Regions from separate parts of the Gossypium hirsutum genome. Here region 1 is linked to region 2. Evidence: chromatin contacts called from public Hi-C data. All regions are on one chromosome and are shown on one strand. Each heading gives the region's core, a stretch centred on a gene start, on an enhancer-like site or on the middle of the called end of the contact. The rest is flanking DNA. Distances are from core to core; before and after follow the strand shown. Region 1 holds the start of LOC107901564 (transcription factor MYB3R-4). Region 2 has its middle 75 kb from the start of LOC107901557.

Region 1 (5,979 bases), core at 971-3,470, 470 kb before region 2:
GCTCTTCTTCCTGAGTCCACGCCTCCCTGTTTATGGAAGGATTGAGATGATTGTGCCACCTGCGTAAGCAATTAGTTCTATGAGCACAAGTGTAAAAACTGGAACACATTTTCTTTCTTAATTTAGGCAGAAAGAAGGGAGCACTACAACAGCAAAATACTTTCATAAAATCCAAGAGATGTCTACAATAATATCCAAGAAGGATAACCCCTGGCAAACTGTTAAGTTCAACAGGATTAACCAATGCAACCAGGCTTTGCCCAGCTGTTCTCATCCATCCTGGGAAAGGACACATTCCAAGGTTCAACATTCCCCTCTTCATGGCCTTCTCCAATGTTCTAAATGTAGGTAGGGTTAAACTATCAAAATTAACAGCTCCACTATCACACCTTTCCCTGCATTGCTTTCCAATACGTCCAGGTAAGTGCTGAGCAATGGTTGACCACTTTTTTGGCCCATATTTGTTCACCAACTCAATAATCAGCTCATCCTCCTGCTTATATTTAACAAAATAAGCTCAGAATGTCCTAATAGTATAAAGAAAAAATTCTGTTTTGTCAAGAACAAACACTTCAAGGAATTGCAAGAAAGAAATAAGTAAAATCAATCACCTCTTTTGACCATGGCCCTTTAACAAGTTCCGGGTTCAAAACCTTTTGCCACCTATGTAAGCACTGTACATCAGTCCTATCCTTGAAACACTCCGCTGCAGATGAACCAGCCTTACAATCAGAACATGCAAATCGAAGCACGAAGGGTTATCATGCCACTTCAATTCGAAATCATACCTATCTTTTTCCAATTTTTTCCTTTAAAACGTTGAACAGCTTTGCTCAGAATGTCATCCTGGGGGGCCATTAATTATGTTGTCAAATTGAAAATCATTTAGGAATATATACATACATATACTGATAGACACACAAAACATACACACATCTATATATGGACACCAATACAGATCATATTTAAGGGCAGGAGCCACAGGACTAGAACGGATACTACAATACATGACACAAAAAGGGAAAAGGTACAAAAAGGTATAGACTTGAAACAGAATAGAAAAAACATAACAAAACAAGATAATAATACCTCTGCAGCAGTCCATTGTCCTTTTGTAGATCGCCTTGTAGGACCACTAGTCCTCCTATAGAATGAAGCAATGTCAAGAAACTCAGCAGCATATAAAACAATCAATTTCTTGTAACTTGTACAATAACATAAGAATAAAAAAACATTATAGTGGGAGAGGAAGAACAGCCAAGAACATCAATAATGGTATTAAAATTTTCAAGTTAAGAGTTACTAAAAATAAGAATCACTATGCTATTAAAAGAAAAATACCCATGAACAGGTCGAATTCTCTGAGCACCATCACTGCTGCCGAGCCCAACCGAAGGAGTTGATACTTTAATGTCACTTTCCATAGTTTGTTTACAGATGAATAAAGCTGCATACCCCAATCCCAACTCTACAACACTTCTGTCCGCAATATGCTCTCAAAATCATTATAATCAAACCTAACTAGAAAGTTCCTCCCCGCCTAACTACAGAACAAACTAACATAAAAGAGAAGAAAAAAAAAACGAATAACTTTTATACTTATAACTAAAAAGTCAGACGTCAACGAATTTGAATTTTTTGTACGAAATTCGAGTAATTTAACCAAAAAAATTTTAAAAAATCGAAATTTAGAATAAATTCTCTAAAATTCAAACCCTAGATCATGACCAAAATCAAAATTAGTTTCTAACAACTCGGAAATTCAACATTTAACTTGAACAACAAGAACAATTGAATTCATTTCAAGTTTATAAGATTTTAAAAAGAAAAACCCTAAAAGAAGAAAAAGAAAGTACTACGCACCAAACCGAGCTTCGAAAACGGAGAAATGGAGAACCGGTCTAGAGGGGAAGTAAAAACGGAGCGCTTTAGCAGATTCAAAGCGAAGATTATGAAGAGAAATTGAAGGTTTTTTTTTTTTTTTAGATCTGCAAAAGCAAATGCGAAAAAAAAAGGGCAAAGCGAAGCGTTGCGAGAGAGAGGATGAAACGGTACAAAAGAGATATTCAAACATAAAGGGGCGGACGAATGGTGTATTTCAAACCCTATGGTTTAAGATCGACTTGTTACGGATTTGACGGTCCAGATTTGGCCACGTCGGAATCGCTGTCGTCAACGTTTTGGTACGACCTCTTCTATTCTTTTCGTTCTTTCTTTTCCAAATTTCAACAACCATTTTTGTTCTTCTTTATTTGAAACTAATAATTAAATGTTAAATTTGCTTCCAGTCCCTGTATATAAATAAAGTTTTTATATTTAATCCTTATGTTTGAAAACTTTAAAATAGCTTATATGTAAAAAAAAAAAACCTTAAGAAAATAAAAAAAAAAATCAATTAAACTCCTCCTTCTATCATTGACCAAGTTGATTGCTAAAATAAAATTAACGGACAACCATAGTGACGTGTAATAACTTCTTGTTTAATCTAATTTTTTTATAAAAATGATTAAAGAATCATTAAAATTATTATAAAAATCACAAAAAAATAAATTTATTAAATATTTTAAAAAATATAAAAATCTATATGAACTTATAAAAAATTGTAAATATTATAAAAATATAAAAATTCTAATAAATTATAAAAAAATTATAAAATTGATAAAACATAGTTAAAATGTTTAAAATTTTATAAAAACATATTAAAATTCTATAAAAATAATAAAAATTATAAAAAATATTAAAACTGATATAAACTTATAAAAGTTATTAGAAAATCATAAAAACTAGGCCAGATCAGTTGGTTGGATTGATTAGACTGAAATCGATAAGGGTATCTGTCCGAAGAAAGCCACTAAAGCTGCTAACATGGAACAGATTGAACTATTTGTTTTTTACTCTTTTTTTAATGTTTTATTTAATTGAATTGGATAAATCAGTAGAACTTGCAAACCAATGACTTCTGAAAACCTTGGCTATTCTAACATATGCTAATAGTTGAATAATAAAATTTTGGTTTGATAAAAATATTAAAAAAATAAAAAAATCGGTTCAATCGTTTGATTCCCTAGTCAATCGGTCTAATGGCTTTCCCTGAACCGTTATCGTTGCCAATTTCGGGCTAACCACTCCAATTCAAGTTTGTATTATTTTTTTATATAATTTTTATAAGTTTATATCAATTTTAATATTTTTAATACTTTTTTACAATTTTTTATTAGTTTTTAAGAATTTTATTTTTTTTTAAATTTATATATTTTAAATAAGTTTTATTAATTTTATATATTTTATAATTTATTAGATTTTTATATATTTTTAATATTTATAAGTTTTTATAAATTTTAATAATTTTAATGAAATAATATTAGATCAAATCAAAAGCTATCATGTGTCACCATGTGATTGGTCCTTCAATTTATTTTTCAATGGTTAACATAGTCAACGACAAAACCATTAACGTCAAGAATGATGCTTTGATAATGACAAGAACTTAATTAGATGCAAATTTACTATAGGAACTTAATTAATTTTTTTAACATATAAAATTAAAGGCATGTTTGATTTGTTAGGGAGGAGTTGGATTACATGTAAGGTAGAGGTTTTAAGTTGAATTTATTTTACTTTTGAGTTGAATTTAGTCCACTCGTTTTTTTCGTACTAAGTTGATTCTAATTATAGTTTTTTATTTTTAATTTAGTTGTGCTTTATAGTTTATACTAAATTAATTACTCGGATATGTATTAACTGTGGTTTTCTTGTATTTGTGATTTCAACCTATAATTTACTTATAAATTATTTTAAAAAAGTATATTTATTTTCAAAAAAAAAGAAGCTTATTTTCATTTTCATTCTCATTCTCTTGACAAATGAAAAATGAAACATTAAAAAAATATATTTAATTGAAAATTTTAAAAGAAATTCTTAAATCACACCAACCTAAGTGTCTTACTTCTAAATTTAAAAATCATAATTTAATTGTTGACATTGTTATTATTTTCTGTTAAAATTTAGTATTAATATACCCATACAATCTTATTAAATTTAAAATCAAATTATTATGAACTCAATAAGCATATGCGATAGTAAACAAATTGTGAAGGAAAATTCTAATTGTGGAGTAAAATATTTAAATCGAAAAATAAAAGAATTTAATTTTTAAACTTTTTTAAGTTAAGGATTAAATTTAGACTTTACCAATATACAGGGACTAAAGGAAAATTTGACCGTAATTAAAAGGTAAATCTAAAAGTAAATTCTTGATTCACTTTTCGTGATATGTAATTATAGCCACGAAATCCTAACAGCACCGACAACAAATATAGTTGAAATGCGAGATAAATAATACTCATTTTGTTACAATAAATTTGTCATATTTGAACTTTTTTTTTTTCAAAATGTCCCCTTTTATTATTATAAATAAATATTAAAATGAATTAAGCTTTATAAAAATATCTTAAAATTATTATATATGTTATAAAATAGAGAAATAAAGGGAGTAAAAACAAAAGAAATAGAACAACAAAAGAGAAGTGTGTAAAGCTTATTCGAAGTCTATACTTGTAGACATAAGAAATATACATTATATAAACCTCTATTTCTAATGATTATTAAAATCCTAAAGTACATCAAATTTATCTTGATCCTGATGCACATCTATTTAATAATAAAATATTCATAATACTCTCCTTTAGATGTTCATTGGTTGATAATGTGCATTGTTAAAACTTTACTAAGATAAAAACCTCGTGGAATAAAATTCTTAACGAAGGAAAATAGTACACTTATCGGTAATATGCATGACTTGCTTCATTAAAAATCTTACTAAGAAAATCTAATAGGACAAAACCTCGGTTAAAGGAAAAAAAGTACAAGATGTATTTACTCCCCCACATGACATCATCACATAATATCTCATATTTTACATATTCAATAATGAATATCAACTTTTCAAATGATCATTTGAACGAGTTTGATATGTGTTTATATCATCATACTTCTAGAAGTCATGAGTGATGAAAAATTTTGAAGAAATATATTTTGATCTCTTTAGGAGTCGCAACTATGATCATAGCTAACTTTGATCATGATCATTCTATAATAATACATATGTTCCAATCAAATAATCATAAATATTTACGTAAATATATTGAACAATTTCCTAAAAAAATTATATACTTCTAGCATTCTAAATCATTCAAGGATTCTATTATAAACTTCATCATGTAGTGATTCATATGAATGTTGTGACCATAATCATAAAACGCATGTCAAATCTTTCATGAACTGTTAGACCAATGAGATATCTAAAGGTTATTGCATCTACCACAAAAAATATTATATATTTCATAATCAATTATTCTATTTTTTTCAAAATTACTCATTTGTACCATCACTGGCTTTATAACTTTAAATGTTTGGACTACTATTATAGAAACTTCACAAATTTAATTCTACTTGAATTGCGTCTTTCTATTTTGGCCAAGCTCTTCCATGTCTATATTCCTTAATAGACTTATTCAATATCTTCATTTTCTTTCATTATTTCAACAATAATATTGCATGTTCCATGTTTATATTTCACAACATTGTCGGTAACTTTTCATTTCGCAATTCCATATTTTCTTGTACTGACATAACTTATCGAGATTTCTTTATGTTCATTATTTTCATCTTCATTTTCATGTACCTGAATCTTTTTTGGAGTTTTAATCATTAGTTATGTCTTTGGGTCTTTTTAGGAGCACCCGCCTCCACCATATGACCATCTTGATTCATTATTTTCTTTTACGGGAATTTTCATCTTTGGAACCAATCAATCAACCATGCTCCAGGCAGACATTACTTTCATTTATTCTAACAGGATATCCTAGTGGGACTTCAAAACATCAGCTGGTATATGACACTTGGTTATTCTCATCAGGTCAAAAAATACACCTGACAGTTAACTTGCCATAAAATGAATTATCTTTTTGAACTTTTGGT
Region 2 (6,233 bases), core at 1,023-3,522:
GCATAACACTAACTTTAGTTGGAAAAATTTTTACTTTATTTTTGTATTAGTTTCACTAATGTTTTATGTAGTAAAAAAAATTAGAATGTCAAGTATAAGAGCTTAAATAACTTTCTCTTCATGGGATAAGAAGCTAAGGCATATAAACTCCATATGATTTCTAATACTATGGAAGATAAGGTGTGAGAAGTCCTAGTAATTTTGAAGAGTTTGTTGTTGACGTGAAAAAGAGATTTGGTTATTTAAATGATGAGTGTTTAAAACAGAAGTTGAATGAGCTCATCAATCTTAGTGAGTTGGTTATTTAAATGATCTACATTATTGAATTATGTGATATGATTTTTATGTTAGTGATTAAATCTATTTGCTCAAGTAAGGAATTTGCTTGTTGAGATTGTCATCTTTGAATGACTGTATAATACCTACTAAGTGATAGAGAAAATATGTAATGGGAGGTTGCAACTTGAAAGTTAGAGGGTTAGGCTTAAATAATTGTTTCTTTATACTATGTTGATATTAGTGAAATGGTTCTCTAAGCAAGGCTCCACAGATATAGGTTAAGCATGAATTGTGTTGGCAGTCTATGTGTGCAAAGTCTTGTTGTTATTTCATTTGTTATGGCTTCAACTTTTATCATAACATAACTGAGCATACTTTTAATATGCACAAATTGATAACATTATTAAATGCTTCCATTAGAGTGGAGATGTGATTTTTTTTTACTGTTATTCAGTCACACAATCAAAGCTATGTAAAAATTTAGACAACCATATTCAAGTTAGTGATGTTTAGGCGCCAAGACACTCATACGGAGCTAGATGCATCAAAACCACTTCCCACCATATTAAAGTTAGTGATGTTAAGGCGAGCATTTTTTTGCACCTTGCACCTTAGGTTATTTAAGGGTCTTATAGCCTTGAGTCCGCCTAGCGATTTTGACAATACCAATTCAAGTAATAATAAATTTACATGTTAGTCAATTATTTAAAATTGTTTTTTAAATCATACAATCCCTTTAACGGTAACAACTAACGATGTTCTCAATGTATACTTACTAGCAACGTTATAAAAATAGATAAATAAAATTATGTCAGATTAAAGAGATTAAATCTGAAATTTCAACGTAGTAGAAGGATTACAATGAAATTTGATCAATTTAAATGGATGTCCAACCAAACGTGTTCATTTTGGTTTGCTTTTATCACATGCAAAGACTTGCTTAGAATTTAGGTAAGAAGATGGGCAAAGCATATTGGAACTAAAAGCAAGTACCTACAACCTTCCAAAAAAAAACAAAAAAGTACCTACAAGGCTAAAACTTTATGCATCTTCCTACTGTTTAACTAACCCAAAAAGGATACAACTATTAAGGCTTTTTAAGCTTTGTTTTTAATCTTTAAAATAAATTAATTTACCATTAAATAATGATTATGTACTTTTTGGCTTCAACCAAATTCTATAATCACATAGTTTTTTTAGTAATTAGTTTCCATAATTTATTTTGAGGTAATTGCTCCAAATGGCTTTACATTCTAGCTGAGTGCTTAAAGTTCTAGTTTCATATTAGTTAGGTTCTTCGGACAAGTTATTAGGTTGGATATTAAGTGTTAGTTTGAATCTAACGTGGGCTATATTTAAATATGTTGATCAAATTTTTAATACGTGTGTATATATTGTATAAATAATAACATATTAGGAAAAAAAGACGTAAATAAAATTTATACGAACAATTTGTTTTAACACGTTAAATTCAAGTTGTCCATCTGATAAGTATACACATATTTAAATTTAATCCATTTAAATATGTACAATATCATATGTAAGTTAACATTTAATGTCTAAACTACTAATAATTTGATGAATCAATTGAGACAATGAAATTTAGTATAATTTAAAAATTAAATAATAATTTAGAGATGGATGATGCAATTAAATTTTCTTTTATATATTTATTTAGCGGCGCGCAAAAGCTTAGTTGGGCCAGAATCTCAAAAGAAAAAAGAAAAAGACTTAAATACATGTAAATCTATACCCATTATACGACTCATAGTTTCAACAAAATAGAACTCCCAAAAGGCCTAACCCATGCTAAAACTCTGATAAAAGGTCCAATAAGAAATTTTAAACACATTATTGACAAAACTGTTGATTTCATTCAAATTAGATGCCTTTAGCGATGAAATGGCCCAATCAATCATGTTGGGGAGAGACAATCTAAATACACCCACCTTTTTTCAGCCCTCTCTACCAAAATCCACTTGATAGAAGTTGCATTTTTAAGTGAAGCGGTGGCAGTTGGAGACATTATTTGGGGCTTTATATGTAATAAGTATCTATGCAAATTAGCCTGTTCAACTTATCAAAGGTCTTCATGGGCTTCGAAGATCATATGGCTATATAAACTGACATGGTTTTAGTCTTTCCATCACGGAACCGGAGCTTGTTCTTAGTTTTTTATTTTAGGTGCGTTCTAATTATGAATTTAGGATCTTTTCTATGTTATGATTTAGGATTAAATTTATGAGATAATATAATTTTTCTCCTTTAAATTTGGCAATTAGTTTATATTGATATACTTTCTTTATCCACTTTGACATTTGAACTTAACAGTTAAATCCATTGTGATCCCTAAACTTGAAAAATATAAAAATTTGATGATGTAGCACTCTAAAATTGTGCCACATCATTACATGAAAATTTAAAATTTATAAATTTTATATAAATTTTCAGATGATGATGTGGTACAACTAATTCAGCATGTTCCCAATTCAACCACAAATCAGACCATTGGTTCCCAATTCAACTAGTTTGATTAATTCAACCAACAAACCAACAAAAATTAAATAAGTAATTAAAAATTCATAAAAATATAAAAACGTAAAGTAACAAAAAAAATATATTAAACTGGTTCAATTGACAATTTTTGTCCTAGATTTTGATTTTTACCAATTTCAAGCAGTTTCCGTATCAATCAGTTCAACCATTTTGTTCGAGCATTGCTTAATTCTCGGTTCGTCTATTTTGATCATGTTCTAGAAACATTGGTTACATCACCAAATCTTGACAGAACCCAAGTTCAGGGACAAAAATAGATCTAGTTGCCAAGTTCAAGGATCAAAGTGGACAAAAAAAATATAGGTACCTAAGTAGACCTAATTGCCAAGTTCAAGGGCCAAAATTTATATTATCCGTAAATTTATATACTTTATTTTTAACATAGTTTGATAGTCTATTTTTATAATATTATTAGTAAATTCAAATTTATAATACCTTTTATTATTGACAATAAAGAGATGACGCATTTTTAAAAAAATAGTTGTAAGCATTAGTTCGCATATATTTGTTATTGATTGAACATGGTTGATTGAATTTTCACATGGTATTGATTATGTAATTGAATAATAGTAAAAAGAAATCCACACCATTACTTTAATAGTAGCAAGTAAGGGTGGTATCATTTTGGACTTACTAATATATATCCATAATAAGAGCTAGTAAAACAGGCTTGAACTTGAAAGGCTGTCCATGTCAATCCGAGTTTGAGAAAGCTCGAGCCTGAAAAAATCTTAGCCCAACAAAAACAGAGCTCAAGAAATACCCGAGTCTATAAGAATTCGAGTTCGAGACCAATTTGGCCTGAGCTTGAGAATAATTTAACCCAAAGTTCGGAAAAACTCGAATTTATAATTAAACACCCATATACATTAATAATTAATATAGATTTCAATACTAAAAAAATAAATAATAATTTTTTTATTTATGAAATTTTATTCATATGCATGACATATTTATAATAAAATTTTATTAATAGGAACCGCAATTAATAGTAATTTTTATGTTAAATTATAAAGTTAAAAATTAAAAATATTAGTTTAATATAAAATATTTTTACGACTATGATTATATATGTATAATAAATATATAAAATTAATAATTATTAAAATCTATAGTATATAATTATTATTATATTACATAATATTATATACTATATGATATAGTATTACATGACATAGTAGCAGAGCTAACTTTCAAATCTATGAAAAGTATAGCGACCTAGAACATATTTCAAATAATATAATAATTAATAATTAATAATTAATATATAATGTACTTCTATTATATATAATAAAAGAAATAATATTACTGAATATTATAATGTTTAATCATTGATGCATATATATAAATTATTAATATATTATATACTATAAGATATAATATTATGTAATATAGTAGGAGGGACAACTTTGAAATGTATGAAAAATATAGGGACTTAGAGTATATTTTAACTAGTATAATAATAAACAATAATATATGATAATAATTAAAAATATTATGTACTACTCTACTATTATAACATGTGATATAGTATTATATAATGAAATAATATTATATATATATAACTATAATTATATTTTAGACTATAATAAAAGATATCATATCAATAACTATGTGTAATTTAGTATATTAAAATGTATATTTACAATTATAACTAGCAATACATAAAATATTATTAAAAATTTAATATATTAATATGTTAGGCTGTCGACCTATAAAAATAAAAACTTACTTGAAAAATATAAAAATTAGTAGATAGCAGCAAGTAGATTCATATCCATAGAGACCAATGATAATTTTATTTCTCTAATACACAAGTAAAATAAAGATGAAGGGGATTAGAATTAAAAACTAAAATTAAAATGAAGCAAAGTAAAAAGAGATCATAAAATAAAATAAAATAAAAAATGAAGAAACTCTAGCCAAAGGTAAAATCTCTGTTTGATTCATAGATTTGGTTATCGACGCAAGAATAACTTCAATGCCTTAAATTAGTTCTAGTTGTTGACTCAATGTCGGGCAACCAATCTCTCTTTATTTATTCGGTAACCAAGAGACAACTCATTTGAAATTACTTCCCTAACCAATAAATAACCTTACAACTCAACAATTAAGATTTAACTTATCAACAAGATTTAGAACTAGAGTTACCTAATTCTAACCAACAAACTCACCTCAATGGGGTTCATTTAATCACACATCCACACCATATAAACATAAACTATAACATAAATGAGTTATGTAATTCGTCACTAGTATTAGAATAATTTAAACAATTACAAATTTAATTATCCTAATTGAAAAGGAACGCGTTCTAAACTATCAAATATGACTACATATTTAATAAACCTGAGCAATTGTAATTAAAACAAAAGATGCATGAATATCAAAGAATAAAGAAGAATTAAAGTGCAAATTAAGTCTCACGAATTTATTGAATCAAACTTCAATTAACTTTTGACTAGAAAGACAAGTCTAAAACCCCATAAAATAAGGAAAACAAGATAAAACTAAGAACGGCTAGGTCTAAGTCCCCTAATCTTAACCTGATAATGTCTATTTATAGGGAAAATTATTATATTGAAGAAAATACAAAAGTGCCCTTAATTAAATAAAATAGAAAATTTCAAGATATTTTGGCAATTTTTGCGTTAAACTTCTAAACCATTTTTGGATGTCTTCTTGATGTTTGTGGGATTCATCTGTGAAATTGCCTTAGTTATATATTGTGATTCCCTTCGAATTTGTATATTATGAGTCCAAAACAGAGGTCTCTAACTGAAGTTATAGGCAAAATACTAAAGCTACACGGTTGAATCAAACCGCAAAATAAATAAAATATAAGTATAAATACTATAATTAAGAACAGAAATAACTTAATTTAAGGTGAAAAATATCACAAATAATTGAAAAATTACGCACTTATCAAACTCCCCCAAAGTTAAATCATGCTTGTCCTCAAGCATGAAACTAATACAAAGGAAAATGCAAATGCATATGTGAAACCTAAAGAAATGCTTAACTTGAATTGACAATTGAAATTACCATATACCAATGAAATAAATAAACATATTTTCATGGATACAATCGAAGTCCTATATGCTAAACAAAATATAATAGTAATAATAATTTGTACAATTATGAAGAATTATAAACAATAGGTCTTCATGCTCGTGTGTGGTTGTCTTCCCTAATAATATGCAATGTTTAAGAGATGTTAGAAAAAATCAAGAGAATATTTTCAAACTTCATCGTACTTCCAAAAATGATTAGGTCGCCAAATTTCACAATTTAATTGAACACAAAGTATCAAACCAATATTTTTTCCAATTTCATCGCAAAGGTTTATCAGTTAGCATTACATGAATGCATAATTCAAATAATATAACAATTAAAAT

What was found. A called contact is a pair of places that touch in the nucleus more often than the background predicts.
Region 1: a contact with region 2 is called in a Hi-C map of leaf, with 2.0 times the contacts expected there. The contact joins the promoter of LOC107901564 here to the enhancer-like site in region 2.

Annotation. Positions count from the first base shown.
Region 1 is chrD06:21,956,279-21,962,257 of Gossypium_hirsutum_v2.1, reverse strand. It overlaps LOC107901564 (transcription factor MYB3R-4), which reads right to left and starts at 2,220. Exons shown (of 12, transcript XM_016827623.2): 1 at 1,864-2,220; 2 at 1,342-1,479; 3 at 1,090-1,144; 4 at 789-846; 5 at 612-706; 6 at 390-493; 7 at 1-59. The coding sequence starts at 1,424.
Region 2 is chrD06:21,489,445-21,495,677 of Gossypium_hirsutum_v2.1, reverse strand. No RefSeq gene overlaps it. Among protein-coding and RNA genes, the nearest start is that of LOC107901557, 75 kb to the right of the region's middle. Within about 2 kb of position 2,272, at least 3 of the 9 cell types and tissues checked have an H3K27ac peak or open chromatin away from gene starts, as enhancers often do. A contact at or near this core is called in leaf, where this site is marked.